2 separate regions of the Zea mays genome follow, and region 1 is linked to region 2. The links are chromatin contacts, called in public Hi-C maps. All regions are on one chromosome and are shown on one strand. The core of a region is the stretch at or near the end of the contact, and the rest is flanking DNA. Distances in the headings are between cores, read along the strand shown. Region 1 holds the start of LOC541618 (MAP kinase 2). Region 2 has its middle 34 kb from the start of LOC100283426.

Region 1 (4,602 bases), core at 1,765-4,264, 200 kb after region 2:
GTCCGATACATGGCCGAGGCTCGGGCTACGCTCTCGAGGTACCCTAGGACATTTCCAAGACCAGCAGGAGCGATTCTGTAACGGAATCCCATCAGAAGGAGACATCGAGCCCTCAGACCCTATCAAATGGGACCGAGTCCGACAAATCACCTGCAGGTACTTTTGGAGCGCGCCTCTGGGCCACTAGCCGACCCTTATCGAACGGGGCACGGGCGTCCACTCGGATCACCCGTTAGCAACTCACTGGAGACACCATGTTCGGCGCCCTCCGAGGGCAACATGGCACTTCCCCCTCCTTGCGGAAAGGCGACGAAGGGGCGTATGAAAAAAGCCGAGTCAGTCCTTGATCGTCCTCTCGCTCTGTGCGGAGGCTCGAGGGCTGCTCTCGCAAACCCGGCTCCGGCCAAACCGTTGACGGCGTCAACATACCAGCCCGAGAACTCGGAACCTAACTATGCACCCGGGCTACGACCAGTTCGCATGAGGGAACAATCAGACCGGCCGAGGCATCACAAAAGGCATTAAGACCTCGAAGGAGTCAAAACCACTCCTCCGAGGCCTCGGGGGCTACACCCGGCGGGTGCGCTCGCGCGCACCCACTGAAACAAAATGCAACCGAGAGAGGCCGGTCCCCTTGCAAAAAAGTGCGACAAAGCCTCCAAGCGAGTACCCACACTCCCTTTGAGGCTCGGGGGCTACTGTCGGGGACAATAATTAGGGGTACCCCCAAGACTCTTAAACTCGGCTGGTAAACACCATCAGCACAAAGCTGCAAATGCCTGATGGACGCAACACAGGACAAAGCTCTATCCGCTCAAGGGACACGATCTCGCCTCGCCCGAGCCTAGCCTCGGGCAGGAACATCAGACCCAGGCAGATTCACGCCTCGCCCGAGGGCCTCCTCAAGCAACGGGCGCACCTCCGACTCGCCCGAGGCCCAGCTCGGGCAGGCTTCGCGGAGAAGCAACCTTGGCCAAGATCACCTCGCCAGCCGATCGGATCGCAGGAGCATTCAATGCAAGGATCGCCTGACACCTTATCCTGACGTGCGCTCTTCAGTCGATAGAGCCGAAGTGACCGCAGTCACTTCGCCCCTCCACTAGCTGACCTGACAAGAAAACAGCGCCGCCTGCGCTGCTCCGACTGCTGTGCCACCCGTCAGGGTGAGGCTGACAGCCGCCAAGTCCGGCCTCAGGCGCCATAGGAAGCTCCGCCTCGCCCGACCCCAGGGCTCGGACTCAACCTCGACCTCGGACGACGGTCTCCGCCTCGCCCGACCCCAGGGCTCGGACTCAACCTCGACCTCGGACGACGGTCTCCGCCTCGCCCGACCCTCGGGGCTCGGACTCAACCTCGACCTCGAACGACGGACTCCGCCTCGCCCGACCCCAGGGCTCGGACTCAACCTCGACCTCGGACGACGGTCTTCGCCTTGCCCGACCCCAGGGCTCGGACTCAACCTCGACCTCGGACGACGGTCTCCACCTCGCCCGACCCCAGGGCTCGGACTCAGCCTCGACCTCGGAGGAGCCTCCGCCTCGCCCGACCTTGGGCTCGAACCGACCACGCCGCAGGGGGGTACATCATTACCCTACCCCTAGCTAGCTCAGACTACGGGGAACAAGACCGGCGTCCCATCTGGCTCGCCACGGTAAATAAGTAATGATGGCACCCCGCGTGCTCCATGATGACAGCGGTTCTCAGCCCCCTACGGAAGCAAGGAGACGTCAGCAAGGACCCGACAGCTCCGACAGCTGTGCTCCTACAGGGCTCAAGCGCTCCTCCGACGGCCACGACATCACATGAACAGGGCACCAACACCTCTCCAACAGCCACGTCGGCATGTACATAGGACTCTGGCTCCTCTCTGCTAGACACGTTAGCACATTGCTACGCTCCCCATTGTACACCTGGGCCTTCTCCTTACGTCTATAAAAGGAAGGTCCAGGGCCCTCGTACAAAAGGCGGCCGCGCGGGAGGACGGGCTGACGAACAAGTCTCTCTCTCCCTCGCGAACGCTTGTAACCCCTGCAAGCGCATCCGCCCTAGGCGCAGGATAAACAAGAGGCCGCGGTTCCCCTTATTGTTCCCCCTTGTGTTCCGTCTCGCGCCGACCCATCTGGGCTAGGACACGCATCGACAATTTACTCGTCGGTCCAGGGACCCCGGGGTCGAAACGCCGACAAAAACGGTGACTAGATTTACTCCACTCTCACTATGGGGGCAGTTTACTTTTTTGCTGTTTGGCTGCGTGAGAATGATTTTCGCCGGGAGTGAAGCTGTGGGAGCTCTGCCAAACGCTCTAAGTGTTTTGGCTGAGAGTGATTTTCTTTAGGTCCCGTTTGTTTCTTTCATTTTGAGGAATTTGGAATCTTACTAATAGAATAGACTATTTTTTAGAATGTGATATTCCACCACTTTCCAAAGTTAACATGTAAGCATATCTCAAATTCATGGGGTGAGAGATGAAAATTGATTTTATAGATTTACATGCTATTTTTTCGATGTACAATTTATAGCACACTCTTCTACTTGCTTCACTATAATATAAATATAGTATATAACTATATCTCTCATATAATTTAGGATAATATACAAATATATTACATATATAAATAATCTAAATTATAATTATTAAAATGGAAATCAATTCCAACCAAACAAACGGCGCCTTAAAGAAATTAAAGCTAAAACTCTCTCAAACGGCCTCTAAAGTTGAAAGTCCAGAAAAATGATATCAAACATGCCAAATCATGCAAGATGCAACGCAACACGTCGACTGAAGCATCTCAGGCCTCTCCAACGCCGGCACACCGCCTCGCTTCTCGCAGGTTTGGTACTCGTTACTCGTAGCCTATTCCACACAAACATTTTTTTACCCATATCTCCACGCCGGCAACTCGGCTAGGAGCGAGGCGAGGCAGCCTAGGAGGAGAAAGAGAGAGTGGGAATATATATACAGAGAGAGAGAGAGGAGCCTCTCTTCTGCTAAAATAGACCCAAATCTCGCAGCAACGAATTCGCATTTCCCCCACCTCCACCCCCACTTTCCCTTCCGTCCCCTTCTCCTCGTCGCGATCCAAATCCGCGGCCATGGACGGCGGGGGGCAGCCCCCGGACACCGAGATGTCGGAGGCCGGCGCGGGCGGCGGAGGGCAGCCGCCGCAGCAGCCACTGCCGCCGGTGGGCGGGGGCGTGATGTTGGACAACATCCAGGCGACGCTCAGCCACGGCGGCCGCTTCATCCAGTACAACATCTTCGGCAACGTGTTCGAGGTCACCGCCAAGTACAAGCCCCCCGTCCTCCCCATCGGCAAGGGCGCCTACGGCATCGTCTGGTCCGCCCGCTCCCCTCGCCTCCGATTCGCGTCGTTTGGGGCCGCTTCTGACTGGCATCTCTGATTTGTGATTTCATGGTATGCCCACTGCCCAGCTCGGCGCTCAACTCCGAGACGGCGGAGCAGGTGGCCATCAAGAAGATCGCCAACGCCTTCGACAACAAGATCGATGCCAAGCGCACGCTCCGCGAGATCAAGCTGCTCCGCCACATGGACCACGAGAATGTCAGTCGCCCGAGCAACTCCGATCCATCCACCTCTCCTGTCCAACGATCCTAGAATTTCCTCTCTCTTTTTTTCTTTTCGTTTTTCCTGTTCTCTAGCGAGGAGAGCATATCGGGGATTCTCGTTAAATGCCCGCCTGTTGGTCGCATTAAATTTTGGGGAGGTTGGTGTTAGTTACTTCAATGATTGAGTTCGTTCGCGACAGGTCGCCTAGCCCTCCCTCGTCTTGGCTGGGACGGGGAGGGTGAAGTTCAGGAATAGCAATCGTAGCCATGCCTTTTAAGGGACCCGACCACCTTTTGAGATGCTATTCATTGTGTTCTTGAAGAACTTGAGGGCAGAAATGACGAGAGAACATGGAGCAGCAGTGCGGTGCATGTTGCTCTTGCCTGCTGATGTCAGAAGTGAGTGAGTCACTTGAGGACCAACCTAGTGCTGGCCTTTTTGCTAGATCGTTCCAATCCGATGGGAATGTAGTGGAGTGAATACTCGGTTGGTAGGAGACTAGGATCTTATGTTAGTAGTATTGGGAAGACCTGTTTAGACTTTTTTGTATGTATGCTGACCTCGGACCTTTAATGCGAAAGACTAAGTCACAGGATTCCCAATTTTATTGGATTTGACCGGTATTTACATATGGCTGAAGAATCATTTTAGCTTGTCAGAAGAGACAGTTTTTCATGATCTGTGTCGGAAGGCAAAAGACGGTTACACGAATAACCTGCCGTTACAGCTTGTAACCTGTTGGAAAGCTGCACCAGGTTCGAATATGGTTAGTAGATTTGTAGCGACTAGATCACTATCTTGTTAAACTAATAAGTAACATGGCATGAGCCACATGCACGAATGTTGTGTCTCCATGTTCCTTTCTGTTGTTCGACGGTTATGGATATAGAAGCAAATCTTTGGAGTTCAGATTAGGCAAGGTACGGTTAGTAGTTAATTAATGAACTTGATTGAGACCGTGTGCATTCTTGGTCAGCTACTTATGCCTCGACTTCCTTAACGGTCGTTTAAGTCATACTATTTGTGCTCTTCT
Region 2 (4,639 bases), core at 1,553-4,052:
TAAATTGTTCGGCTGACTAAATTTTAGCTATTCAATAACAAAATAACTCTCCATATACTAGCTATCTGACTCGCTAAACTATCCGAGTCCGACTATCTAAATTAGTTTCCTCGATAGCCAAATTTGACTAGCCACCTGACTAGTCAAACTAGATAGATAATGAATATGCTACATATATAGTATAATCTTTGTGAAAAGATAAATAAAGAGTTAAAAATGAAGATTCTATTGGAGATGCTCTAAAATTGGTATCTCAATTCGTGATCGAGCATGATTACGTTCGACTGGTATAACTGATTGTGGCTCGCGTATCGTAGCTTGTACACGCCAGCTAATAAATATATCTGGGTGGATGATTTGAACTACGGGGAAGTATTAGCAGGCGTGTCCGAGTAGACGCAGCAGCGGTTGCGCCTCCAACCAACTCCAATCATGGCGACAACGACGCGGATTAGGAATCCAAGATATCTCTTGTACGAGAGCGATCACACGAATTATTAGGAAGCGATCGATGTACCGTAGGAGAGCGACAGACCCGCCAAGCTAACCCCGGAGAACCTGCTCTAGCATGCGCATCGACCAACGAGTGTGTGTTTTGTTGTAATGATAGAACGGATTAGGATAGGACGATTTTTAAATAAGTTTGTTTGGTTGAGAGTAAGGTGTTGAAATAGAACTATCCCAATATTTTTCCTATTTATTCCTCAAAATTTGGGACAAAAGAGAGTACCTCAGAGGACAGAGTCTCTGTCCTACTTATCCCCAGCTATCCCACGTGCCGTTGCAGAATATCTAGAAATAGCTAGGACAGCGACATTCCTTATCATTCCGTCTCGTCCCTCTAATTTCGAATAACAACTGGGGATAATTTAGTACAGTACAGTCCCAGCCTCTAACACTGAACCAAACAATTTACGAGGATCATCTCATTTTGTCCAATACCTTAAAGTGGCGGTTGAGTACAAGATTCTCAAGCGAAAAATTAAAAAAATAGTAGGTATATTGCGACAGTTGAGCGCGTACTAATAGGCTGGGTACAGAACTACGGATTTTGTCGGTCATCTCTTCTTTCATCTCAGTTGTCGGTTGTGTTGACGGTTGACCGTCCCTTAGCTTAATAGCCACTGTTCAACATAACGATTCGATTCATACAAAAAAACATTTTTTATTTGATATGTTTTTTGAGACACGAGGGATTCTGGTTTTTTTTTCTTTTTTTTTTTGCACCAAGAACCAAACGTCCTGTGCTCGCAAAAGGCTGCCCAGAGCCATCTATAGGTGTACATTCGTACCACCCGATCCGGCCTAAGCCCGAAAAGGTCCGTATTATTTAAATTTCGGGCCGGTCCGGCCCACGGGCCTAACCCTCGGCCCACGGCCCAGCCCGTAATTGCTTAAACGTGCCAGGCTCATTTCGGGCGGCCCGAAATTATAAAAGCCCGAAATTCACATTAGGACCCAAAATTCAGTTTTTTGGCCCGGAATTCACGGCAGGGCCCGAAATTCAAAATAAATTTAATAAAACATATAAAAGATAAGACAAATAAATTTGACCAAAAGCAAACTTAATATTTGTATTAAGTTATTAGAGCTATGCAATGACTACCTCGTTTACAAATCATTTTGTTAGGAAGAAAAATACTATAATCAGCTCTATATAAAGTTCGTAAGTTTAGTTTATTATCTAATGTTCATAATAAAAATAAAATTACATCACATACTCTAATTCAAAGCTACAAAAAACATCTAACTAACATTATCTCTAGCTTTTTGTTCTTTATCAAATACATGAAAGTGTGAAATAAAGTGTGGTTTTAATAAATATATGCGCCATTTCGTGCCTTTATATGGGCCATTTCGTGCCTAACTTAAACGGGCCGTGCTCGTGCCCGCCCATGGACCGCGACCTCGGTCCAAATCCGGTCCGGCACTAAAATATTTCGTGTCGTCCTGTGCCTGAGCCATGTTTTTTTTTCGTGCTTCGGGCCGGTCCATCAGACCCGGCCCAAATGTACACCTATAGAGCCATCATTTTATCCCCAGCTTGGACAAATCTTTCATTAGGCCGGCCTGGCCCAAGCCCAATGCTTTCGCCGCTCGAGTTTACGGGCTGGGCCAGTCAAGAAATCACACGTCGTTAGGAAGGGCACGAAAACAAATACGAAACGAGCATGAACACGTATCACAATAGCCATGCCATGAACAATGCGTGGTACTATTATGTAGCCCTGATAATGGGCCGTGGCCCACCCCCCCCTAATCCAACCTCTACCCTCTTTATTATAGGGAACGGCCTAATTTCAAATCAAAGATTCGAAGAATGATGCGTTTTTTCTTCTTCCCTTGGTTTTCCTCCTTTACAACTTAGTGCGTCTTATGAGCTATTTTCTATGCCCGCGACAGCGATCATCACTTGGGTTTATTATCCACATTTCACAGCCTCCGGTAAAAAAAAGTGAATTTTGCCAAACTCTTATTACCAATTTGCATATTCATCCTATGAGCTATGTTCTTTTAAAAAGGTGCAACCTAGGAAAATAATCTCAGGACAAACAGGCTATCAGAATATACTAGGATGGGATTTGTGGAGTTTTTTTTTCCTAGAAGCAACTCAACAGTGACATGCTAAAAACCAGGCGTTCGAATTTTAGTGTCATTTCAAGCAATAATTCCGACTATAAAATAACCGTTAGACAAATCCATAAATTCAAGAAAGTCTGATTTGCCAGCTGCCGGTCCCGTGCAGCCAGGCGGCCAGGCCCTTCCATGGTGTGCCGTGCCAGCTCTCGGAGGTGCACAAGAAGCGCACACTCTACCAGCCCGAGTTGCCCGCTGCCTCCGAGTCCAGGTACGCACCTCCTTGTTACGGCGGTCAAAATGTCATGAACGCGAGCTCTCAGAGGTGCAGAAGAAGCGCACGCTCTACTAGTCCGAGGGAAAAAAAATTGTCTACCGCCGGCTGTAGGAAAACATCTCTGCAGCTGCCTTTGGATCGACGACACGCGTCCGTCCACAAACCTCAAAGAAATGAAACTGGCTCGACTTATGGACTCCTCTGTCTCCTTTCCTTTCTCATCTGTAATAGCTCCTTTTACTCTGGCTTGCTTACAGACGGCTCGTCGACTCCTTTTTTTCTCCTCTCCGTGCTCAGCTCAAGCGGTGCCGGTGTGGACCACGCGCGTGAGGTTTTTGATCAAATGCTCGAGAGGGGTTTAGTTTGCTGGAGCTTGATGGTCGATGGTGTTGCCACGGGAAGACGACTGATACACCTGCTTGAAGGCAGTGCTTGCTCCTCTTTGGTGGAGTGAATTCTAGTTAGACTTAACTTGCTTTGTTTAAGCATTGCGTTGGAGTTTTATAAATTTTCGGAACTCGTTGGATTTGGGATCGAGGTTATAGACTTACAAGCCTAGTTCATTTAATCATTTTGCATTTTTGCTGCTAGGATTTGGAATCGCTGGAGGTTTTGGCTGCCGCTGCACCACACCTTTAGTATGATGTACAACAGCGCCATGCACTGATGCACACTGTTGTCAAGACCAGGGCAACAAATTATTGAAACTATCAGTCCTGGCAGCAAATGATTGAGTTCAAAATTTCTACACAATGAAGAAAACACCCCCATGAGATTTTCAAGCTGTAAGAGAATGAAAGATGACCATGTGTTATATGTATACTAGTACAGATCATAGTTTATTGGTGTGTTCATGTGTGTTCTTCTATACTAGTGATTGTAATGACCAGTTCTGATTTCTATTTTCACCAGAACAATGCAAATGGACTATTACACCTCCAGTCACATCGAAGTTTATATAAGAGTGCCTTCTGCTTATGTGGTGTGATTATGTGCTTCATCAAAATGTAATTTTCGAGCAGCTGATGCTTCTTGATCAACTCCAAGTAAAAGGCTTGTATATCCTCCTAGCATCAATGGAGTAACCATGGCTGGAAAATCCGCACACATATCATTGGTTACAACATCGTGTAATGTCATATTAGCACCAATGCTTTCATCAAAAGATTTCTGTGTAAACAATGAACATTTTTAGAGAATATTTAGATAAAATAATTAATAAAAAAAGGACAATAGTATAGTTTAGTATGCCTTACAGTCAAATGTTTTGGATCATGATCATGTTCTGTATTTTGGTCTATGTTTCTTGAACTTTTTCCTGTGTAATGTATGGAGTAAAAATATTACCAACAATACTTGCTCTATGATTGAAAGAAATGATATGGGGAGGATAAGAACCTTTATCAAAAGAACTTTTCCTTCCATGTATTCTTTTCAACTGCATTCTTTGCTCATTTACTTTTTGCACCTTGCATCACCGGAGGAACTCTAAATGATATTTTACTATTTACAGTATCGATATTGCAGTCATTTGAGATTACAGGAAGCTTAGTTTCTTCCAACTTGTTTAGTGAATGATCAGCCTCCAATTCCAACCTCTGTAAGGCTCTCTCCAAATCATCAAGAAGTGGTTTTGACACTGAACACTTCAATGCAAGGGATGTTGCCATACGAGACAACCGTGCAGCATGTGCTTTCAAGTTTTCCTTTTCATTTCCTTTTTTTCAATATAAAAACCTCTTTTTGCATATTTAGTCCACCTGTTCAGTACATAATGAGATGGTA

The links. A called contact is a pair of places that touch in the nucleus more often than the background predicts.
Region 1: a contact with region 2 is called in a Hi-C map of bundle sheath, with 3 times the contacts expected there. The contact joins the promoter of LOC541618 here to the enhancer-like site in region 2. A contact is called at or near these places in 9 of 25 Hi-C or Micro-C datasets (bundle sheath, ear, leaf and 2 more).

Annotation. Positions count from the first base shown.
Region 1 is chr9:20,682,698-20,687,299 of Zm-B73-REFERENCE-NAM-5.0, forward strand. It overlaps LOC541618 (MAP kinase 2), which reads left to right and starts at 3,015. Exons shown (of 6, transcript NM_001111373.2): 1 at 3,015-3,338; 2 at 3,434-3,563. The coding sequence starts at 3,094.
Region 2 is chr9:20,480,874-20,485,512 of Zm-B73-REFERENCE-NAM-5.0, forward strand. No RefSeq gene overlaps it. Among protein-coding and RNA genes, the nearest start is that of LOC100283426, 34 kb to the left of the region's middle. Within about 2 kb of position 2,803, at least 17 of the 20 cell types and tissues checked have an H3K27ac peak or open chromatin away from gene starts, as enhancers often do. A contact at or near this core is called in bundle sheath, ear, leaf and 1 more, where this site is marked.